Regions from separate parts of the Mus musculus genome. Here region 2 is linked to region 1. Evidence: chromatin contacts called from public HiChIP or PLAC-seq data. All regions are on one chromosome and are shown on one strand. Each heading gives the region's core, a stretch centred on a gene start, on an enhancer-like site or on the middle of the called end of the contact. The rest is flanking DNA. Distances are from core to core; before and after follow the strand shown. Region 1 overlaps Smg6 (Smg-6 homolog, nonsense mediated mRNA decay factor (C. elegans)). Region 2 overlaps Slc43a2 (solute carrier family 43, member 2).

Region 1 (5,060 bases), core at 2,397-4,896:
TAAGACAAACCACAGAATTGGCTTCAAGCTCAGTACTTTCGAACTGCTGACCTTCAGTTTTCAAACCAAAACTATTCTTTGGGAAGCAGTAATACCAAGTTCAGTCTAAGCAGCCAGCAGAAGCAAGGATTCCTAACCTGCAGTAACACCCTATCCAGTTACATCAGGCACTATCCAGTTACATTAGGCACTCACACTTTGCTAGCATCAACTAGGAAGGAAGTTTGCAAACCTGAAACTACACCCTAACCAAACTCATTCCAGGTTCTGACTCAACCAAGTGGCAACGATAACCAGAAATGCTAGAACAAGTGACATGTTGTTTGGAAGTTGCTTTAACCAGAACACACTCAAATGGGAAAGCCAGTCCTCACTGCTATCGATCAAGTAATTCTTGTTGAGGTCATTCATATATATGTGTATGACTCCAGTGGAATCTGCATACGATGTTTAGAACAGTCTGGTGCTGCCTCACAAAGTCATCACACACACACACACACACACACACACACACACACACACACCACAGTTTCTATGGAGAATTCTTTGTTCCCTCCAACATCCCTAAATTCCTCTGGCTAGAGTATAAAACTGATCAGCTAAACCAAGATAGTTCTGAAAATGGAAGAATGTGGCACTAGTAATCTTTTAGAAACAGGACTGCTCTCTGGGAAAACTAGAATTTTTTCCCTATCCTAAGCCACTGTAGCTTTTTGATATGAAATCTTAGCTCACAAGAATCTATTTTGAAAGGAAGAACAGAACTGCTCCTTATCAGTGCCAAAGTACTTTCTTTTTGAGCTCCTCCAATGGAGAGGTAAACAAATCAATTAAGTTAACTACAAAAACTAACAAGATTGAGCTGACAATTGGGATTCTAGAACTCAAAATTCCAGGCAACAGCTCCAGGAGAAAGGGGAAATGTGCCACAGATGGAGCTGTTGGGGCTAATCTGCAGCCTCCCAGTGCTAGGCCACTTACGCCTCAGCCAGCTTCAAACAGTGTAGGGCGGGCAGACCTTGGTGCAAGCTCGCTGAGTTCCAGGACATCATTCTTGAGGGTGTAATAACCATGGGCTGTAGCACACATGTTGAGGGATGAGGGAAAAAAATAAACAGAGAGACAAAAGAATGAGGATGCACTGCCAATTTCAATTGTGCAGCTTTTATTTTTAAATGCTTATCAAGCTGAGAGAGAGCAGAGTTCTTGGAAAACAAGGGTTCCTTTTTTCCAATGCCAGCGTCAAACACCCTCAAGGACGGGCACTGCACAGACTGTAACAACAAGGAACGTGGCTATGCATCTTCTCAGCAGCACAGCTCTCTACAGGTCCCACGCTGCTCTGATTTCGGCTTAGCTGAGAACTCTAAATAACAGGCCCATTGCCTCTGTTAAAAACTGTTCTTTTTACATTTTTTAAATCTGGAAACTGAATGCATTAGAATTACAGCCCATCACACACCAGCTCTCTTCACTAATAAAATACATGTGTAAAATGCCTAATTATTACTTTTACTGAACTATAGTGCTTAGGGATCAAATACCGGAAGCTGAAGGCTCAACCAGGGTAAGAAGCTACAGGGTAAGAAGGAGGAGCCAAAGAAGACCTACAGTTAGCAGCAGGAAAGAACATTAGGTCCCAATACAAGCCTCAAGAGCCCATGCCCAAAAGAAACAAAAGGGCACTAACCCTGTTTTTGTTCTGACCAGCTCCACAAGAATTCATGCCATAACGGCACACTGGGAGGCCTGGCGTGACTTACCCAGGCCTAAGCTGTTCATGCCCAAGCTCCGCACAAAAAGAAAAGTGTCGTCCAAGACAGATGGATCCTGCCTGACCACTCAGCAGAGGGCCTGGAGAGTCTGACCAGTTAAGGAGACAAATAACACATCTTCTTCTCCATGCCCCAAACCCTACCAGGTCCCCAGAGAGGCAAAACAAAGGTCATCAGAAGCAGACAATTATACAAGATCTATGTTGTGAAGGCAAGCAGACTACAGTCAGTTCTGGACTGTGCCCCATACCACATCCCAGATCACTTATCACAATGCTGGAAATATTACTCACAGGATGAGCCAGTCCATCCCTCCTCAGGGCTGGTGCTAAGAAGTCTGATTAGAAACTGGCAGTCAACTCTAACATGCTCATTTATAATAAAAGGTATGCATTAAACAAACTTGCCCAAACCTTTAACAAATCATGACTGTCATCCTTACTTTGCTTTAAACACACACACACACACACACACACACACACGCACGCACGCACGCGCGCGCGCGACTGAACCTAGGGCCTCAGGCATACTAGGCAATTGATCCACCACTGAGCCACTTCTTCAGCCTGTGACTGTCATTCTTAATCATCCACACAGACTTCTCCTTGGCAGATTTTGCCCACCTCTTAAGACTTTCACAAAGGTTTTTTTCTTCTGCAGGGCACATGAGAAAACAACTCTGTCATAAAGAAACCCAGGAAGAAAACCAGCAGAGGCAGGTGAGTTAAGCCTGTGGTGGACATTCCTTCTGGGGATGACCAGACGGGAACAGTAATTCACAGAGGCAGAGGGGTCTGCAGTCACTCTGCATGCCACATGTGTAACCCTTAAGAAGTGAGGAATGCTCTCAACAGGAAAAACACAGCAGCAAATGCTATGATACCAAAGCCACAACTCCATGGGTCCCTGGAGCCTCTCAAACTAAGCTGCCAGCTAGGGAGCTAACACTAGCTTTGGATGAAACACAGCTCTGGTAGAGTAATTAATTTTTTTCTTAACTAGGATTACATTAATTTTCAAGGACTAATGGAGTCCAGCTGTAATGAGAAGAGCGGCTGCTGATGCACAAAGGCACTTGTGCTTACAACATTATAAACACACACATACACACACACACAGAGAACGAGACAGAGCAAAAGAGACCTATAAAAAGGATCCACTATAACAGGATATTTTTAGTTTCTACAATGCTGCACTAAAAATACAGCCCTAGCTGATACATCATGGCAGAACTATTCTCTCCTGTCCCTTCAGGAACAGTTTAAAACATTTATTTTTGTTTCCTTTTGCAATGGTCAGAGTAGAGAGAGAAAATAGCAACTCATTGATAAGAGGAAACGAGAGCGACATGAAAAATTGAAAACTACCTAAAAACTCATGGAGAGGTTTATTTTATTAGTTCTTAATAAATATCTTGCAGATTTCCTCAGGAAATACACCAGATCACATGTAAAATAGTTTGATACTGATGTCAACTGCATCAACATATGAAGTCTATTAGGGTGAAGCCGCAGCAGGGTGATCAGCAAGCTGAAAAACTCCACAGTACTTTGGGGGGGGGGGGGGAATCTCACGGCCTTCCAAATTCTTCGAGAGGTAAAAAAGTCAGCCAAGACACAGAGAGAAAGAGAGAGGAAAAAAAAAAGAAAGAAAGAAAAAAAAATCCCACATCCTGCTTTCAGCTGCCAGCAATGTGAAGTGCCCAGAGATTAATTCTACGTCTGGCCTGGAAATGTGACTTTAAAGCATGAGGGAGGGGAGGCTGGGGGAAGTGGGTGAGGAGGAAAGAGGAGGGCAGGCTAACTGAGGCTGGCGGCAGGCCACCACCCCCTCCCAAGCCATGTTTCAATGTAGACAGAAGTAAACCCCAACAGACAGCAGCGCCTCAGCCTGCCAGGGCCTTACACCAGCTGCAGCGCATCTCGCTTTCCCCACTCAGCCCCAAGTGCAGATGTTCTCTGCACATCACTTCCGCTAGGTTTTCTCTTAAAGGACTAGCACACAGACGTATTTCCCTCTCTCAGTAACACACTGCTGTCTTTAGGGGACAAGAAGAAGGTCAAAATGCTGAGAACAGATATCACCAAGGCAAGATCTGCTCCAGTCCCCCCAACAGATCAGACTGGGTTAAAGAGCACTGGGAATCATGAGACTGGATCTCAGAGCCCAACACTACATAACAAACCAGGTGACCCAAAAACTACGGTAACTCCACCTCTGAAGATCCAGTATCTTCTGGTTTCCACACATGCATATATATTCACACACAAATAAATAAATAAATAAATAAATAAATTGTGGAGAGTAGAAGAAACCCTAAGAATGTTGTATTGTTGACATAAACTGGCTATGTCAAAGACCTCAGACTAATTAGAATATGGTAAATTCCCCCACTCCCAAGGGCAGGAGCTGAAGGTGAAGGTCAGAGGGAAATAGCAAAGCCTTCCTCAGGGGTCTGAATGTGGATACTTATATCAGCTGCAGAAACTGTTCACCAGAGCTCCCTTCCTGTGATGTTTACAGCCTGATTGATGACTGCTCCCCTACCTACAAAGATACCTGTTCCTACCAAGATTGGCTAATCATGTCTCCTTGATCTATTTGTATACCGTAAACCCTGCCTCCTGGTTTATCTCTGTGTAATGGCCTTGTTCAGCTGTACATAATAACCCAACCTCCCCATTCAAATCTATATATGCACGATAACTTCTGGGTGCTGTGATTTCTCCATCAGAAATACCCAGGACCACCTTACCCCAGCTTTCCTGTACATGTGTCTATATGTCTATCTTTTCTTCACTCCCTCACCACTTCAGTTCATCTGTCTCTGTAATCATGCTGGAGGTAGGAGTAAATAATTTTAAAAATGCAAATACAAACAAGAAATTACCAATATGAGGTCAGCAAAGATGGCTCAGAGGATAAAGGTTCTTGTGATGCAAGCCTGACCCCTGTACATCAATGTCACACACTCCCCCATAATAATATATGAAAACCAACCAATTCCCAGAGCCCACATGAAAGTGGGAGGACAGAATCCCCTCCAAAGTTGTCCCCCCACCTGTACATCAATGTCACACACTCCCCCATACTAATAAATGAAAACCAACCAATGAGTATAGCAAGCTCTTGTTATACTTACTGTCTGCTCAAGTAAACCGATGTAAGGTCTACAAGGCTATAGATAAGGCTATATAGAGAACCTTTAATGGCTAATAAAACTTGGGGGAAAATGTCATTCTTCCTAATAGTCAACAAAATGCAATTTACAATAAGACAGGTTTG
Region 2 (5,635 bases), core at 460-2,959, 550 kb before region 1:
CCTGGGAAGGGCTCGAGTGGCCAGTTGAAGAAACAGTTGAAAAAAACCAGGCCAGAGCAGCCAGCCCAGACCACTAGGATGCCAATGAAGGAGGCGCCAGCGTCGTAGATGAGCTGTCAGAAGAGGGAGCAGTGTTATCAATGGGAAACCAGAATGGGCATTGGGCAGGGGACAGTTGGGAGCTCTCACTGTGCTGGGCCATATAGAGAGGCTCAACCCTGTGATCTGAGCTGTTTGGCTATTAGAACCCCATGCTCTGATAATCCCAACCTGTCTGAACCTAGAATCCAATTTGAATCAAATGTCACCATCTTGAAAGGTGACTGAGTTATTGCTGTCATGTCTGCCTTGCTGGGTCACAGTAAACAGTCCTGGCTAAGACTTTTCTGCTTCTTCTGAGTGTTTTTCCCCCTCTGTTTTGAGACAGGTTCTCGTGTAGCCCTGGCTGGCTTCAAACTCTTGATCCTCCTGCCTCCGCATCCAGAGTGTTGGGATCACAGGCAGCCTAGCCATTCTGTTTGACTGTCTAGTTCCCCAAGGACAGGAACCTGCCGGCCTCATCCACTGATACTTCTCTAAGTATACACAGGGCAGGTGCTCCAGACACTCAGGAGACCAACTGACTTAGCTCCTTTGGTGCCTCTGTGAAACAGGTATTGATGCTATACTTGGAGAGTGCTTCAGCAGGATTAGTGGTGATCCTGGCAGAGGGCAGAGAGCCAAGCATTCCAGCACCAATTGATACCATTTCTTTCTTTCTATTTTTTTTTCCTCTTCCCTACTCTCTTTTCTTTCCAAGACAGTGTTTTTCTGTGTAGCCCAGGCTGTTCTGGAACTCACTCTGTAGACCAGGCTGGCCTCGAACTCAGAAATCCACCTGCTTCTGCCTCCCAAGTGCTGGGATTAAAGGCTTGCGCCACCACTGCCCAGCTCTTTTCTTTGTACCAGAAATTGAACTTGGGGCCTCCCATGTGCTTGCCAACTATCTAACAGTGAACTTTACTCATGGTCCTTAAAAAAGCTGAGATAAGTAGAGACTTAACTTGCCCAGGCTGCCCTTGAACGTTCCATGCCCTCCTGCCTCAGCCTTCTCAGTAGTTGTCATTACAGGCCCATGCCCCTAGGCCTGTCTTGATCATCCCCATTTCATCCCAACGTGAGGTCCTCTAAGTGCCTTAGCATGTACCTGCCCAGCTCCCTGGGCGGAGGCTAGCATTCTACACAGAAGCCAAGGAGCGTCTGCTTCTGCCACCATCCAGGAGCAAGAGGAAGTTCACAGGGTGGCTGGCCAGATTCCTACCACCTAGCACGTGGACCCCCAGGTTCCCAGCCTACATCTGAGGCCCCCTCTCATCATCACAGAGCCCCATACCCCCCGAAGTGGGCTTCTACTTGATGCCAGTGCTTGGGGAGAGAAGAGCCCTTGGTGACCTCCTGACAGAAGCCTAGGAGACTCTGAGCCTAGGCTTCTTCCTGATGCCATGTGACTTCCACAGGCTCAGAATTCTGCCTGGGAGGGAAACAGCTGAACCAACTTGGCGGACAGCAGAGCTCTGGCTACTGGGCAGCAACAGCCCAACATCAACAGGCTGGAGTGTCCTGGAGGCAAGCTCACCCACCCTCCTTTCCTGTCCCCAGGCAGTCTGGGGTCACACACCACAGAACAACACTCAAGCTCCCCTCTTCCGGGGCCCAGGGGTTTTCTTTTCTTGCTCCTGTGGTGCCAGGTGCATCCTGCCTAGGTGGGAGGGGCAGCTGAGGAGCCACCCCTAGTGTTCACAATGACGGACCTCTTCAGAGAGGCTGCAGTGGCCTAGGTGGAGGCCTCTGCCCAGATGCTAGGGAAAAGCGTGAGTTGGGAGGTGGAGAGCCACGGGCTGGCCACACCCTCACCTTTATTCCTGGGAAGGTAACTGCTGAGGAAGCGTAGGATCCAATCATCAAGGCAATAAATGTGGACCGAAGGTCGCCGAACATATTGGGCAGCTGAGGGGATGGATGGAGAAAGGCAGGCTTAGGTCACAGGTGCATCTCACCTTTGACATTGTGACGCAACACTCTCATCTGCAAAATTCAAACCAAAGAACTACGCAATTGAGCTTACAAGAGTGCCAGGAAGGTCCTAGGTAAGCTTTATGACTTTGTGTTGGAGTACATTTATAGCTGTCCTGGGCTGTTGGCCTCGCCTAAGGGAGAAGGGAAGGGAGCAGCTAGCAATGGCCAGGCCTCACGTCTCAGCCACCCTCCTCTGTGGAATTCACAGCACAGCAGTCTAGGCAACTGCCACAAATTAATGGCAAGCTTTCTTTTTCCCTTCCCGGACAGAGACAGAGAAAAAGACATGACTGTCTGCACACTGCCCCGCCACTCCTTACACAGGCCAGGGCTTACCACAGTTGCTGTATTTGAAGGAGGCTGTCAGAGAGCAAAGCTGTAAACCTTAAGCACCCCTCAAAGGGAGAAAGCCCGTTAAAAATAAGAATCTATTTGGGGAAATGAGTGTCATTTTATAAATAAAAATATCAGAGTCCCAGAAAGACCAGATGTCAGCAAAAGCTGCTTTTGGTTTTCAGAGTATGTTTCTGGAAGGTGCCAATCACAGTCCTAACAAGACAGGTGGCTCCCCAAGTCCTGACTGAGTTTTTGAGTGTAACCAGGGGATTTGTTCCAACTTGATGCTACCCTGGGAGCCACCTAGCACCTCCAGGAAGCAAAGATTAGGAAGGCTCTGGCTGTTTTTAACATGACCACTCACATGGGTGCAAAGCAAGATTGGGCCCATCTGAAATGATTTCAAGGCCAACCCTCAATGATTCTGCAGAAACTCAGTTGTGATTACAGGCCCGTGCTAAGACACCACAACCTGGGCTGGAGCCGCTGCTCGCGAGTTACAAGCGCTTAAAGCTCTTGCAGAGAATCTGGGTTTGGTTCTCAGGACTGACAGGGTAGCTCACAGTCATCCGTAACTCCAGCCCCTTCTTCTGTCTTCTGTGTACTGCACGTGCCATATACATACATTTATACACAGAGACAAACCACTCATGCAAATTAAATAAAATAGCTTTAAAAAAATGCTAGGCATGGTGGTGCACACCTTTAATCCCAGCACTTGGGAGGCAGAGGCAGGCTGATCTCTGAGTTTGAGGTCAGTCTGGACTACAGAGTGAGTTCCAGGACAGCCAGGGCTACACAGAGAAGCTCAGGGATGGATTCCAACACACCGGAGCAAACCAAATCCTGCCCACAAGCAGCCACAACTCCTCTCCCAGCTCAAGAGCCTGTACCACGTCATCATCAACAGTGCTATTGGTGCTGGGGACATTCTCTTGAGCAATGCTCCTTTTCTTATTGTCTGGGGCCCTTTTTGTTTAATCGTCGTGACTGTAGCTTGAGCATACCCAGAAGCCCAGTACTCAGGCAGAAAAAGAGGACTCAAAGTCCTAGGCCAGCAGAGGCTTATAGCAAAACCCTAGCAAGACTAGAGAAGGCCACTGCAAGCCCATTCCTTGCTACCAAAATGGGGGTAGCTGTGACACTATGCCTGACATTATTTTTGCCTTGTTTTGCTCTTGATTAAATAAATGAGCAATGAATATGTCAAAAGTTTTTGTTTTGTTTGTTTGTTTTTTTTTTTTCGTAAATGTCTATGCTCTAAGATAGGCAGAGGCAGGAGGATCACTGCAAGTATGAGGCCAGCTTGGTCTACATAGTAAATTTCAGGCCAACTAGGGTTCAGTCTTAAAACAAACAAACAAACAAAGCAGAGAGGCAGTGCATACTTTTAATCCCAGCATTTGGGAGACAAAGGCAAGTTGATCTCTGTGAGTTTGAGGCCAGTAAGGTCTACATAACAATTTTCAAGACAGCCAGGGACACAGAGTAAGACCTTGCCTCAGTAAATTATAGACGGACAGACAGACAGACAGACTGAGTGAGTGGTGGCTCCTGGGTAAAGGCACTTACTGCCAAGGCTCTCAACCTGAGCTCAACCCCTGGCACCTACATGGGGGAAGAAGAGAGGCACCTCTCACACCTGTCCTCTGACCTCCACAGGGGCATGCGCGCGCACACGAGTGCACACACGCGCGCACACACGCGCGCACACACGCACACGCACACACACTCACACCCACTAGAATGGCTGTACTAAGTTAGACAGTAACAAGTGCTGGAGAGAACCGGGAGGTGTGGCATGAGCTTCCCGCAGAAATACAAAGCTACAGCCGCTCTGGAAACAGAGCTGGTTTTTCACAGTTAAAACAAAATAACCACACGATCAGGGCATTCCACTCCTAGGTACATTCACTCCTAAGAGAAATATGAGCATATGCTGCACATGAATGCTTGGGAAAGCATTCTTCTTAATAGCAAAAAATGGCAACAACCTAATGTCCATCAAGATGAACAGATAAACAAAAGGTATATACACAATTACAGAAAGGAGAGCAGACATGCTACAACAGGTGTGGACCTGGGAGACAGTAAGCTAAGAGAGAACAAAGGCAGCTCAGAAGAGCACACCCGGAGGGTACTGCTCCTTCCTGCACCCACATGGCAGCTAACAACCTCCAGTTCCAGGGGATCTGATGCCCTCTACTGGACCCCACAGGCACTGCATGCTTGTGGTGCACATACATGCACACAAGCAAAACACCTTTACACATAAAATAAATAATGTTTTCTTTAAAAGCATATGTTATATGGATCCATTGCATGAAATGCTCCAAACAGACAAACCCAAAATAACAAAGAGTGCATCAGTGACAGGCAAAGGGGGGGGGCAGGGGGGGCACACATGGGACAGGATTTCTGTTGGGGTGATGTAGGTGACTGAAGTGACTACGCATCTCTAAATACACTAAAGCTCACTGAATATACAAGCTTTAGGTGAAATGGGTGGTATGTGAATTCTCAGTCAGTAATGCTTTGCAGAATATTAGTAAGAAGCAAGATTGTTGGGGGGGGGGGTACCACAGGGCTGAAAAGGAACATTAGCAAGTCTGTAAGTGTATGGTACAAGGCCAGGGTGACCAGCTAAGTTTTCTCCCAAATTCTTAGCACACAAGTGGCTTTTTTGTCATCATTTTAGACTGAGAAGCGTGGGAAGGGCACACATGATGGGCATAGGAGACAGGACACCGTGACAAGGCCAGGTATGCATGAACACGCCCTGGTGGGCACGAAAGGTAACTGTGCTCGCTGTACCCCTGCATGGAAGGAATGCTGTAATTCAAGGTCACACTCACTTCCCAAAGGCACATAGTCAGGCAGCAAGGCATACTTGTAGGAAGGCATCCACCCTGAGGATATTCAAAAGATGATACCTGCTTATGTAGAAAGAGGGAAATACAACTGCAGGGGATTCTAGTCCAGCTGAGACAAGCGGAGAAAGGATCAGAGGGTCAGAAGAGCAGCTGAAGCCAAGCGCCTGTCCTTCAGGCAGGGTCAAGCAGGAGAACACTGAGCACTCAGGCGCACATGGCTGCCATGCCCTTAGGGAAGAAAATTCCCCACAGCAGAATCAGCCCTGCGCAGAAGCAGACCCTGGGTTGGTCGGCCCTTTTCTCTCTTCTTTGTCTCAAGCCTGCCTTAACCCTTACCCAGGACAGAGGCTGGTGTAATCAGGGCTTGAGGT

What was found. HiChIP or PLAC-seq counts read pairs in DNA pulled down with a chosen protein or histone mark.
Region 2: a contact with region 1 is called in an H3K27ac HiChIP or PLAC-seq map of double positive thymocytes, with 2.4 times the contacts expected there. The contact joins two enhancer-like sites. A contact is called at or near these places in 3 of 115 datasets of contacts at active chromatin or transcription factors (bone marrow-derived macrophages, double positive thymocytes and embryonic stem cells).

Annotation. Positions count from the first base shown.
Region 1 is chr11:75,011,742-75,016,801 of GRCm38.p6, reverse strand. All of the region lies in intron 10 of Smg6 (Smg-6 homolog, nonsense mediated mRNA decay factor (C. elegans)), which reads right to left. Among named protein-coding and RNA genes, the nearest start is that of Srr, 88 kb to the right of the region's middle. Within about 2 kb of position 3,646, at least 205 of the 459 cell types and tissues checked have an H3K27ac peak or open chromatin away from gene starts, as enhancers often do. A contact at or near this core is called in double positive thymocytes, where this site is marked.
Region 2 is chr11:75,557,250-75,562,884 of GRCm38.p6, reverse strand. It overlaps Slc43a2 (solute carrier family 43, member 2), which reads right to left. Exons shown (of 14, transcript NM_001199283.1): 6 at 1,894-1,986; 7 at 1-113. Among named protein-coding and RNA genes, the nearest start is that of Mir3971, 8.6 kb to the right of the region's middle. Within about 2 kb of position 1,709, at least 97 of the 459 cell types and tissues checked have an H3K27ac peak or open chromatin away from gene starts, as enhancers often do. A contact at or near this core is called in double positive thymocytes, where this site is marked.